Regions from separate parts of the Mus musculus genome. Here all the other regions are linked to region 3. A link is a contact called in public HiChIP or PLAC-seq data. All regions are on one chromosome and are shown on one strand. The core of a region is the stretch at or near the end of the contact, and the rest is flanking DNA. Distances in the headings are between cores, read along the strand shown.

Region 1 (4,003 bases), core at 1,128-3,627, 910 kb after region 3:
GGCTGGGCATCCAAGCAGAGCCAACATTTACTTGTAAGCTCTGGTTTAGAATTATTCAATACCAGGTAAGTGGCCTTAAGCAAGTCCCATGGCCCAGACCTGGGTCTAAGTTCCTGAGAAATGGGGACTGTGATTTGTGATTGAGTCACCGTGAGTCCAACAGGGGGCAGGGCTGGATTGGGGCCTAAAGGCATGCCCTGTCGGGCAGAGAGTTGGATCGTAAACATTACTCCATAGTCATATCCAGACACATACAGTCTTAGTCCCCATGTCTTTCCCTTTTCCCATCCTACGCTTTCTTTTCCCTTGGGGGTGAACTGAACTGTAATGGGGTTACAGTTGGAGGAACATGGCCCACCAAGATCATTTGCATCCAGCTTGGGCTGCAATCCATACCCCCATCCTTGGGATTCCGATCCAGGGCTCCTTTGGACCTTGATGAGGTCATCTTTTATCGGTGGCGTCCAGGAGATGGACCCAGTCGACTCACAACCCCAATATGCACAGAAGTATGACTCTGGTCCTCCACAGGTAGCCGTCTGCTGTGGAGACCTCCCCTCTCCAGGGCAGACATAGAAGGGGGTTCTCCGAAGTTCACTGTGTTGAGCTGGATGTTGACACCCCCATACAAGGCCCAGGGGATCCCAGGTCCCATCCGCTAGTGCACACAAATCAAAAACAAGATCAGGAAACCAAGTTCCAATGGGGGCGAGGTGGGAGGTCGAGTTAATTACAGTCCCCGTAGCAGTGTTAGTTATAACCCAAGTAAGGTTATGGGGTTCATGGGGCATAGGACTAGTTTGGACCACACCTATAGAAATCAGCAGAGTCAAGATCTGCAGTGTCTTAGCTTTAGGGAATCTTATGGTTGTCATTGGAGTCTTGATCCCGTCTGGGGCACTTGGCAGCATCTCCCGTCTAGTGATCGAGACTTCATCACCTGGTTGGAAACAATGGTGGTTAGGTGTTGCATAGATCTGCCATGTTTGGCCCAATCCATTTCTGTACCTTGTAAAGGACCTGTAAGCACTCTTGTCTACAGCTGGCATGAAGTTTTTCTGCCTGATTTCTCTCTCCGTGTACTTTTGAATAATACAAAGACAACTTTACACAGTACACAAGAGATTATCCCAACAGGCCTTTCTCCCCCAACCCCCCTTTCTTTTCTTCTTCTTTTTTTCTTGGTTTTTCGAGACAGGGTTTCTCTGTGTAGCTCTGGCTGTCCTCGAACTCAAGAAATCCGCCTGCCTCTGCCTCACACTCATAAGTGCTGGGATTAAAGGCATGCGCCACCACTGCCAGGCTAGCAGTGGCCTCTCAAAAGCACTGCGAACTTATGTTTTCCCTCTAGGTTTGAGCTTTAGTAGACCAGCTGGAGTGCTTCTGCCTTTGGGTCCCCTGCCCTTCCTTCACGTGACTCCATGTCAGGCAGTGAGCGCTCAGCACCTAGAGCCCCTTTCCTGTTTTACCTGGGTTAGATCCGAGGATCTTCCGCGAACTGGCGGTGCACTCCGTTACCAAAAGCCTGACATGGCCTTGAGCACACCCCATCAGTACGCTTTCTAAAAGCATAAGATAAATACAAGCAAGAGACGCGGAACGCACGGTGCATTTACCAACGCCAGGGAATTACCAACCTTTCATTCCCTACAGCAACAGCTCCCAGCAGCCAGGCACTGCTTGTGAAAGACCCCCAAGCTGGGTAGTCAATCACTCTGAGGAGACCCTCCCAAGGATCAGCGAGGCCACGATTCGGATGCAACAGCAAAAGGCTTTATTGGGAACACGGGTACCCGGGCGACTCAGTCTATCGGATGACTGGCGCGCCGAGTGTGGAGTACTTACCCTTCTTATAGGGCTAGGGCTGGGGGGCAAAAAGCGCGGGTACAGAAGCGAGAAGCGAGCTGATTGGTTAGTTTAAATAAGGCTTGGGGTATTTCCCGGTCATTTGGGGAACCTGAAACTGAGGTGGGACTTTCCAGAAACTGTTGCTGGTTTCGCTTTATCTGAGTACCATCTGTTCTTGGCCCTGAGCCGGGGCCCAGGTGCTTGACCACAGATATCCTGTTTGGCCCCTGTCCCGGTATTATTCAGCCTTATTCTTTAACTAAACTTCCTTGTAACTTTTGAGAACTCAGCTCTGGTACTTTATCATGCCTTGCAAAATGGCGTTACTGCAGCTAACTTGCTAAGCCTTATGGTGGGGTCTTTCACTTGGAGCAGCCCGAGATTCTGCAGCTCGCCCTGCAAAAGGCGGAAACCTGGGACCAAGCACGCACTCCAGACACTAGGGCTTTCGTTTTCCCGCGCTCTAGACACGAAGACCCCGGGCTGCCCGCGGCGGCGCCTGACCCGAGGGCCACGGGCTGCCCGCGGCGGCGCCTGACCCAGACCCAGGCTCGTCCCGGCACGCGGGTTCCCGTCTCCGTGCTGCACGAGCCACTCTGGCCCCTGCTTGACCCGTCCGGCAGCGGTGGGCCGCGCACGGACCCTCGGGATCGCGCACGCACAGGCGGGGCCCGGCAGCCCTGCGAGGACCCGAGTCCGGAAACGTGCGCTGTCACAAAGGGGGGGACACGTGGGTGCCGCTGTCCCGGCCGCGTTCTCCCGCAGCGGGAGAGCTGCCTCCGCTGCCCGCCACCTCCACCCCGGCCGCCCTGTGGGGCCGCGGCCGTAGCCGGCCGAGTGTGATCGCCGCCTTCAGTACGTACACGCGGCGCGGCCTCCCCTCTCCAACCCGAGGGGGCGGGCGATCGGGGTCCCGCCTCCTCCTCTAGGCGCTGCTGGCGGCTGCTCGGCCAGGCCTAGGGTCCGGCCGGGCGCCTGCGTACCTTGCAGCACGTGCTCAGGTCCCCTCCTCAATCTGCCGGGTCTCTCCTCAGGTCACTGCACCGCGTTCGGACCCTGCACAGCCATGTCCATCCTCTACGTCTCTCCTCACCCCGACGCCTTCCCCAGCCTCCGAGCCCTCATCGCTGCCCGATACGGGGAAGCTGGTGACGGTCCCGGGTGGGGAGGCCCTCACCCCCGCATCTGCTTGCAGCCTCCCCCGAGCAGCCGGACTCCATTCCCTCCGCCTCGCCTGCCCGCCCTGGAGCAGGGACCTGGCGGCCTGTGGGTGTGGGGGGCCCCGGCTGTAGCTCAGCTGTTGTGGCCTGCAGGCCTGGGGGGACCCGGGGGCAGCCGGGCAGCTGTCCTGGTCCAGCAGTGGGTCAGTTATGCTGACACGGAGCTCATACCCGCTGCCTGCGGGGCGACCCTGCCTGCCCTGGGACTTCGAGGTCCTGGTCAGGATCCCCAGGTGAGAGGGAAGAAAAAGGGAGAAATTCTGACTACACAAACAGGATTGGGAAGAATCCCACGAAAAAAGTCGGTTGTCAGGCGGTCGCATCTCTGCCTGCCACCTGGTGTAGTAACTTTGGGAACACTTTTTCTCGAGCCTTGGTCTTCTATGTCTGAGAATGCAAGATGATGAAATCTCTTCCTTCCTCCGGGGGTGTGATACATGAGCGCCCGGGAGTGGAGCGTGGTTTTGCTGTTTTCACTACGTTTGGAGTGTGTGTGTGTGTGTGTGTGTGTGTGTGTGTGTGTCTTTAAATTAGGTCTCGCTCTAACTGAATGGCTCGGAACGAACGCACTGGTGTGCCAAGCATTCCCAAGTCTGTCTTTGGGTTTCTGTTGCCATGTTTAAAACAACATGACCAAAAGCGCCTTGGGAAAGAAAGGAATTGTTTCAGGTTACAGCTCTCCATCACTGAAGGAAGTCAGACCAGTGACTGGAAGCAGAAACAAAAAGAGGCCGTGCAGGACCGATACTTTCTGGCTCACTTTCCACAGCTTGTTCAGCCTGCTCTTTTATACCGTCCAGGGCTGCTTTGCCAGGGGTGGTATCCCCTACAATGGACTGGCCCTCCACATAATCATTAGTTAAGAAAACGTCCCCACACGCTTACCCACAGGCCAGTCTGGTGGGGACATTTTCCCAATTGAGTTTCCCACTTCG
Region 2 (3,972 bases), core at 1,226-3,725, 530 kb after region 3:
AGACCAGGCTGGCCTTGAACTCAGAAATCTGCCTGCCTCTGCCTCCCAAGTGCTGGGATTAAAGGCGTGCACCACCATGCACGGCTTGAGAAACCCTGTCTTAAAAAACCAAAAACCAAACAAACAAACAAAAAAATCAGGCATTAGATGTTAAATAATTGACTATAAAGATTTATTAACCTGCTCTTGGAAATATGCCACTAGCCTTGGGTGGATGCCCCTCTGAATACATCCTTTCAGAGTTGTTACGCTTGGATGATTTCTATTAATCATCACATGTTCTGTTTGTGAGTCAGTGAATATATTTTTTCAGAGTTCTAATATTTGTTCTTTTAATGTATAAGATCCCCTGCTTGAGAGCTGCAAAACACTCAGATTCAAACTGCCTCTGTGTTTGTTTCTGTTTGTCACTACCAAATCCTTACCCACCTAGGCTTCGAGGACCCTCATTTCAGGGACCCCCTATACCAGACTGGGGTGGTCCATGGCAATAAGCCATTTTTTTTTAAATTTTTGCATCAGACTACACTCTTTGAGGCAACTGGCTGGTTTGCACACCACATTCTGAACAGTGTCTATTTTATAAGTGTTAAATGGAAGCGATTGCTTTGGTTATGTCAGATTGGGAGCAACAGGCCTCATCCTCCGTAGCACCCCGACCACGGAGGCCCACTCACCGTGCCAGTAGTTGCAAATGGAAAATTCCTGGCCCCAAGGACTATAGCAGACCCGATAGAGGTTAGACCGCATGGACGTGGGGAAGAGCCATTTCAAATAGTCCGTGTCTGAAAGAGAACCGCCATGCCAAGGGCCATCAAATCTCTGTGCCCCGAACACACTATACTGCCTTCTATGGCACCCACAGTGCCCACTCACCTCCATACTGGCCCATCTGTGGGGAGGAGAGGGAGATGAAAGAGTCCACATTGTGGTTATCCATGACAGACAGCAAAGCACGGCACACCAGGCCCCCTGGAAGCAGAGCACCAGTGTTGGAAATGGTCTTTTAGGTTGATTGATTTATTTCATGTATATGAGTGCACTGTCCCTGTCTTCAGACACACACACCAGAAGAGGGCATCAGATCTCATTACAGATGGTTGTGAGCCACCACATGGTTGCTGGGAATTGAACTCTGGACCTCTGGAAGAGCAGTCAGTGAGTGCTCTTAACCGCTGAGCCATCTCTCCAGCTCCGAAAGGGTCTTAAGAATAGCCACTGGAGTGATCCTTACTTCCTGTCTCTCAGAATCCCAGGCCTCCGATACACTCCATTCCAGCACGGGTCACAGGTCACATGATGGAGCCATGGTGCGAGTTTAGGCCTCTGACCAACTGAAATGCTTTTAGCTGCTCTGTAATTCCTTAAATCTAAGAACCATGGCCAATGAGCACAGAAGGAACCCTCCCTCCCACTCAGGACACAAACGCCAGAAAGTAGGCCTTAGATAAGGGTCAAGCTCAGACGGGGGTTGGGAGTTAAGAGTGTGCGTTGCTTACCCTGGGAGTAGCAGATGAGGTGCACTCCTTCAGGGGCCTTTTCCATGATGGGGACCACAGCCTCTCGGAACCCTTGTACCTGTTCCCACAGGGGCCGCAAACTCTCTCTGCCATCGAAGAGATCAAGCACTGTCACCACAGTCCCGGTGTGTGTCTGTGGGAAAGGGGCAATGCGGCACTAGGTTGGACAAAGTGTATTCACTGTGCTTGCAGGAACCCCCATCCCTCAGCTCTCCCCGTGCGGGGAGCAGTACCCTGAAAACTAGCCTAGAGGGGCTGGCTGTCTTTCATCTGCCCACGCTTCCTCCCCCAGCCACTTTATATCCATTCAGTATCCCCCACAGACCTCATTGATATAGTCCAGCAGGTGGCGGAAGCTGTATGAACTGTCAAAGAGCCCGTGCACCACGATCACGGGCTTGTAGGACCCGCGGTGGGCTGCGGGGGCTGCGGGCATCAGCAGCGGCAGGAACGGCAGGAGAAGCAAAGCCCAAGCCGAAGGAAGCCTCTGCCTCCATAGCCCCGGCATGCTCCCACCTGAGAAGGAACGAGAGGCCGTGAGGGAGACGACGCCTCTCCACTCCCAACAGACTCACAGCAAGCAACTCTCCGGCCTCCGCTCCTACTCCTGGTCCGTATGAGGGAAGGCTACTTTTAACTTACTCCATCCAGATGGCTCGGCACAAACACCTACCACCTCCATGCACCAATGCTCACCCTAAGTCCCGCCCCCAACTTGGCGCCCAAGGGACTTTGTCCCAAGGCCCAGGATCTCCCTTAAGCATCACCTCGGCCATTCACTACTCTGGGATCTGCAAAGGCCGGGGAACAGCGGCCCAGGACACACGGAGAGTGGAAACTCCCACCTGGTCTGTGTCTGGAGGCTTCGTTCCGCCAGCTGTTTACTTGTACCTAGTCTGTAATCCACCGGATACGGGGATAGGGGGACAAGGAGAGCGCGCAGTGGGATGACGGACGGGGCGCGGGGGGGGGGGGGGGGGTGCTGCTCGGGGTCGCGCAAAGCCGTCACGTCCGGGACTTTCCCTGGCAACAGGGCGAGCGTCCCCTGCAACGCGGACAGCGGACCGGAGGGGCAATGGAACATTCCATTGCACCCAAAGAACTGGGGAGGAAATAGACAGAGCGATCCATTTAGCCGGATGGGGAGAGGCAACAGCAGAAAAAGATAATACTGGGTTTCTAAAGAAGGCATTCCTAGGCTTCAGCTGCATCCAGCCACCCAGGGGTGCAACTTCCCCTCCTTAATGCGGCCCACTTTCCAATCCAGGCTGTCTGGCTTCGTAGCAGAGCCCAAGAAAACGTGCGAGGGGGGAGGTTAGGACTGACGAAAGGCGACTCCCGCTTCTATCGCTGGACGCCAGGCTTGTGTTAGGCCAGAGTGCCAGGCCGATCACAGCTGAAGAGCCCCTCTTCCCACTCCTGCCTGCCCTCCCGCTCCGGATCAGCGCCTTACAACTCTTCACTTTGAAGTGCGTGTTGTGCCCTTGTCTCCGGAGACGCCGAGAGTCCTCCAGGCCCCTCAAGTGAAGTGCAGCCTGACCCAGTTTCTCTGGCCCTACTTTTATCTCCGCATTCACGACCCACCCTCCCGGACCCACCTTATATGGGCGTGGGGCCCCGTGGGCTTCAAGGACTCACCACAGGATTTCCACCAGTCTTTCAATCCTGAGCGACCCCGACAAACTGCTCCTCAGATCCCTGCGGGCTGCTGGCGACACAAACCCTGCCAGTGCAGGCAGACTTCCTCCCCGCTGCGGGCGCTGGCACCACTCGGCCTACCCGTGACCCCTACGGCGCGCCGGAGTGCCAGGGAATAGCCTTTATCCGTCAGTGCTTTTACTTAGCAATTAAATAAGTTTGCAGGGTTTCTGAGCTTCAAGGCCTGTACTCAGGGACTTTGTTTAATCTGAACTTAATAAAACCAGAAGCGTGTATTGAAGATGGTGTGGGAGGGATGGGTCCAAGGTTCCCTCTGATCCATGCACGGTTGAAAAACCAGAACCACCGGTATGAGGCCGTGGGTAAAAATTTCTCAGACCTGGAACGGGCTCAAGCCAGGGCTTTGGAGACTGCTCTCCAGGACGCCACCAGAGGGGCTTTGTCCTAGAGCAACTGTCTCTGGAGAGAGTTGGAAAATCCTAAAGGGGTGTTTCTGATTCTCCTGCTAGGTTTCTGCAAAAAAGGCTCAACTGGTGTAACCTCTGTAGAGGGCCTATCCTTACCCCACCTCCCCACCCACGCCCTTACAAGACACAAAAAGCAAATAAAAAGAGTGGAAGTCACCGCTGTGTCTTGGGTTGACTCCGGGGGTGGATCTGCGTCTTGGGGCAGGAGGAGGGGGGAGAGAGGGAGTGCTTTAAGGAGAGGTTGTGACTGCTGACTGGACCAAGAACTCTTCAGCCCCCAACAAGCACGCTTTTCCAAACCTGCCTGTCACAAACAAGCAATTAGA
Region 3 (4,418 bases), core at 1,777-4,276:
ACTCTTTACTTCCTTGCCCAGCAACAAACCCATTATCTCAGAGAACTGCTCTGATTGGCTGCTTACCGCAAGGGTCTTCCCCTAACCTGGACTCTGTTTCTTTTTACCTCGATCTTGCTCCCTTGCTTCCCAAACAGACGTTGTTAGAGCCACTCACCCCAGCAATGGTCCTTTTTGTGGAGCTGGTCCCGGTACTCCTAACCGCAATGAGCTTCCTGAGTCCCCGAGGAGTAAGGGCCATCAAGGGTAAGTGCTGGGGACACCTGGGAGTGGGAGAGTACAGCACAGGGGAAAGTGTCTCTCTCTGTGTCGGGTATATGGCAACTCCCTCCACCTGCAGACAAATCCCTGCCACCTCCATTGTGGGCCTAACCACTGGGCTGAGGCTGGGTCTCTTCTGGGCTTCTTTTACATTCAGAGCCCCCCTCAGCTCTTCCTCTTTTCTGAGATCCGTGCCCTCACCCGCCTCACTGCAGAGCACCCTGGCTCCTGAACCACTTCCTGGCTGCAACAAGCAGTTCTCATCCAGCTTTGTTGCAGTGTTTTGGTTTTCCCCGTTTGTTTTCTGTCACGCTGGGCTCATGACAGTCCCTTACATTCCTCAGAAGTGTAGAGCTCTGAAAGAGTCAGTGGAAATGTAGCCCTGACACCAGGAAACAGCACTTTGTCGAGGGTGAGACCTATTAATCAACACTCCCAGATGGAAGGTGGAATGTAAAGTTTGAATCTTGGGGTGTTTGTTTGTTTGTTTGTTTCTTTATTAAATTGGCTTTTTGAGACAGGGTTTCTCTGTGTAGCCCTGGCTGTCCTGGAACTTACTCTGTAGACCAGGCTGGCCTCAAACTCAGAAATCTGCCTGCCTCTGCCTCTCAAGTGCGCCGTTGCTGCTGCCAGGATTGAACTCCTGACTTTATGTCCTGTGTTATCTTACAATACTTTGGGAACTTCTCTCTCCCTCCATGTGTTAATGAGGCAGAGTTTCATTGAACTAGGCAGCCCACGCTGGTCTTGAACTTCTGATCTTTCTGTCTCTACCCTCTCTGTGCTGGGGTTGTAGGGATGTGCTGTCATGCCTGGCTTGTGGAAAGCGGCCCTTTTCCTCACCCTGGTCTCTGGATCATGGATATTATTACATCATGCTCCTGTCTGTCACTGTCCCTCACCCACTCCTATGCTAGCTTTCTTTCCCAAAAGCTCCCTTCAGTGCTTCCCCTTAACCATTTCCTCCTCGCCCCAAATTTACCATCTTACACACAAGGTCTGACAGGGTGGCTGCCTCTACAGCTACAGCAGATGATGGAGGCCTGGAAACCTGACACCATCTCCTGTGGGCTGTCTCTCCTTTTCCCAGCCTGCTTTGTCAGCTCCACCCATGCATGCAGTGGCCACGCCCCCTCTGCCCTCCCCCTTTCGTGTCTCTGGAACTTTTCAAGGGGCTGCTATGGCTTTGCAGGGCTGTCCTCACCCCACAGCCCAGGATGAGACCAGGCTGAGACTCAGAAGCTGAGACATGCTTCTCTCAGCTCCCATCCTTCCCTCACCCAATACAGCCGACCACATGGGCTCCTATGGACCGGCCTTCTACCAATCTTACGACGCTTCTGGACAGTTCACACACGAATTTGACGGGGAACAAATTTTCTCCGTGGATCTGAAGAACGAGGAGGTCGTGTGGCGTCTGCCTGAGTTTGGAGACTTCGCCCACTCGGACTTTCAGAGTGGGCTGATGAGCATTTCCATGATCAAAGCTCATCTGGACATCTTGGTGGAACGCTCCAACCGAACCAGAGCTGTCAGCGGTACCTGGCCCTCCCTCCACCCCACCTAACTAGGCAGGGAAGGTGATGGACAGAATCCCCAACCCCTCTTCAGAATCCTGCCCTCCCCTCCCCTCCTGCCCCAGGAAGATCCCAGAACGTTTCTGCAGGTGGCCACACGGGAGGAAGTATCCCTTAATCTCGGCTCTAGTAAGACCAAGAGCTGTGAGGGACGGGACTTTGGGATTTAGGTTCTCATTCCTCCTAGTGCCTCCCAGAGTGACCGTTCTCCCCAAGACTCGTGTGGAGCTCGGAAAGCCCAACGTCCTCATCTGCATCGTGGATGATATCTTCCCGCCTGTGATCAATGTCACCTGGCTGCGCAACAGCCAGCCCATCACTAAGGGAGTGGCCCAGACCAGCTTCTACTCTCAGCCTAACCACAGGTTCCGGAAGTTCCACTACCTGACCTTCGTGCCCTCTGCGGAGGATGTGTACGACTGCAAGGTGGAACACTGGGGCCTGGATACACCGCTCCTCCAGCACTGGGGTAGGGAGCACCCTGCCCCAGCCTGTTCACGTCTGTGTCTCCACTACTCCAGATCCCTTCCTGTGTCCTCTGACCCTTGCTTTCTTTCCTTAGAGCCCCAAGTGCTTACCCCACCACCGGACACCATAGAGACCCTGATCTGTGGCCTGGGCCTGGTTCTCGGCCTTATGGGCTGCCTCCTGGGCACCGTGCTCATGATCACAGGCACACGCAGGCCCAGTATCCGCAGGTGCAGAAGCCCCGGGAGTCTGTGGGCAAAGGGAGGAAGGCGTGGAGAGTAGATGGGGGACGCCGGGGGTGGGGGTTGGGGGTGGAGGAGACAGAGGAAGGGGGAGGAGCTAGAAAAGCGGGAATTTGGAGAAGTGGGTGTGCGAATGTGAATGGCTTCGGTCACCTGGGTTTCGCGACTTTAGGTAACTTCTCTTCTGAGAAACCCTTGAGAGATGATTCCTGGCGGACTTCTGGAAGCTTCTGCGTGCTCAGCGGCAGCCTGTGACAGTGTTGACCTCGAGTGGCATCAACCTCTGTTCACCAAATCCCAGGAGAACATTGTGGGCGCAGTCTCCTGCCCTGGTACCCCATTTCACTCACAGCTCCAGTGCCATCCACAGCTCTGGCAGCCGCACTAAATTCTCTTAAGAGTCCTTGCGTGTGTCCTTTTCACGGGGTCAGTACTTACAGGTCAGGGACGCCTGAGCATCAAGAGGAGTTCTGGGTGGTGACCACCCAGCGGGGCCACATTAGTAAATGTTTTTATGCCATCTCACCTGTGCCTTGTTGACCCATAGTGTGGTACGATTCAGGCTTCAAGGAAATGGGCACAGAGTATCCAATTATTGCAACTCCCCCAATCAAGGGCTTTTGTAGGGCAGCAGGGAGGAAGTCTCACAGGGACTCTGCTCCTACTTGAACACCACCTCTCTTTTGGACATTTCCTGGCATCCTGTGACTGACAGACAGCTGCCTAAGACGCAGCATGGCCACTTCCTTCAGTGGTGTGGATCACATTAGGCACTGGCAGGAGAACCCTGAGGTCTGAGTTGGACCAAAACTGCTTTCTGAAGAAACTGGGTTTGTTGTTTTTCAATGCATCAAAGTTAATTAAGATAAGTAGAGCCAAAACGGTGGTGTGACCTGTAAGTTTGGTCCTGGGAAAGAACTGGCTGGCAAAGACTTCTCGGACTTCCTGGGAGAGAGTAAAACTGGTAGAAGCCAACCACAAAATGTTGGGTCTGGGAAAAGGTGTCAAAGGCTTTGTTTGCCAGCAACGGCAACGTCTTCCTGGTACACCAAGGACACACTACTACCATAAAGGCTCGGGGTGGTACATACAACCTGGGGGGGGGGTGGGGGTTGGTCTTGTCTCCTGGGAACACATTCGGAGCAAGGCAGAAGAACCCAGCTCATCTTCTTGCTGGGCCGCAGGGCCTGCATATTAGCTGCAGTCCTCCGCGCACTGACTTCCCTGGCTGATCTCTCCCAGCTCTTGAGCTCCTATTGCATCTGTTGATGCACACCACGCCCCCGGGGACTGTCTCCCAGTCACACTTTCAAATCCTTGGAAAAACCGAACAGAACAGCTAGCTAAAGCTGGGTGGGCATCCATGCCGGTCCGATGTATTCAGAGCAGGGGATAAGATCGCACAACCACTGAGCTGCTACCTGAGGCGAGGGGTTAGGTTCAGTAAGGACAGCCCAGCTCTTGGTAGATATCACAGTTTGCCACTACCCTTGCCCAACTTGTCATGCATTCACACTTAGCTACCCAGCCATCAGAGACTGCTTCTCCTTAGGGTTCCAACCCTCCCCATCCTACTTTCCTACAGATAACAATCTGTGCTTTCCTACAGATAACAATCAGGTCACCTCTCTCGCGTAATGACAGCAAACCTCCCCCTCTACCCTCCAGCCAACCCTCCAGTATCCAATCAGTTTCCCTGAGATTTCCATGCTGGCCTCCTCAGATCCCTCCATGAATAGCCTAAGAGTCAAAAGAGCTCTACAGGACCCATGACCAAGCCCTTCCCTTACCTTGGCCTCACCCTCAAGGACAATTGCTTTCAACTGTCCTAACAGACCCTGAAGTGTGATTCATCGTGGATTGCTCCCTC

What was found. HiChIP or PLAC-seq counts read pairs in DNA pulled down with a chosen protein or histone mark.
Region 1: an H3K4me3 HiChIP or PLAC-seq map of embryonic forebrain shows a contact between it and region 3, with 4 times the contacts expected there. The contact joins the promoter of Vars here to the promoter of BC051537 in region 3. A contact is called at or near these places in 2 of 39 promoter capture datasets (cranial neural crest and liver) and 1 of 115 datasets of contacts at active chromatin or transcription factors (embryonic forebrain).
Region 2: an H3K27ac HiChIP or PLAC-seq map of embryonic stem cells shows a contact between it and region 3, with 4 times the contacts expected there. The contact joins the promoter of Ppt2 here to the promoter of BC051537 in region 3. A contact is called at or near these places in 2 of 39 promoter capture datasets (the HPC-7 cell line and liver) and 2 of 115 datasets of contacts at active chromatin or transcription factors (embryonic stem cells and pancreatic cancer cells).

Annotation. Positions count from the first base shown.
Region 1 is chr17:34,998,530-35,002,532 of GRCm38.p6, forward strand. It overlaps Vars (valyl-tRNA synthetase), which reads left to right and starts at 2,378. Exons shown (of 30, transcript NM_011690.3): 1 at 2,378-2,703; 2 at 2,883-3,301. The coding sequence starts at 2,915. D17H6S56E-5 (DNA segment, Chr 17, human D6S56E 5) reads right to left here and starts at 2,217. Exons shown (of 2, transcript NM_033075.3): 1 at 1,638-2,217; 2 at 1-940. The coding sequence starts at 1,644.
Region 2 is chr17:34,624,960-34,628,931 of GRCm38.p6, forward strand. Ppt2 (palmitoyl-protein thioesterase 2) reads right to left here and starts at 2,476. Exons shown (of 9, transcript NM_001302396.1): 1 at 2,366-2,476; 2 at 1,846-2,036; 3 at 1,500-1,653; 4 at 877-972; 5 at 678-785. The coding sequence starts at 2,028.
Region 3 is chr17:34,092,283-34,096,700 of GRCm38.p6, forward strand. It overlaps BC051537 (cDNA sequence BC051537), which reads right to left and starts at 3,027. Exons shown (of 5, transcript NR_046183.1): 1 at 2,987-3,027; 2 at 2,702-2,831; 3 at 158-263. It overlaps H2-Oa (histocompatibility 2, O region alpha locus), which reads left to right and starts at 97. Exons shown (of 5, transcript NM_008206.2): 1 at 97-246; 2 at 1,551-1,799; 3 at 2,026-2,307; 4 at 2,401-2,536; 5 at 2,721-2,952. The coding sequence starts at 165. The coding sequence ends at 2,724.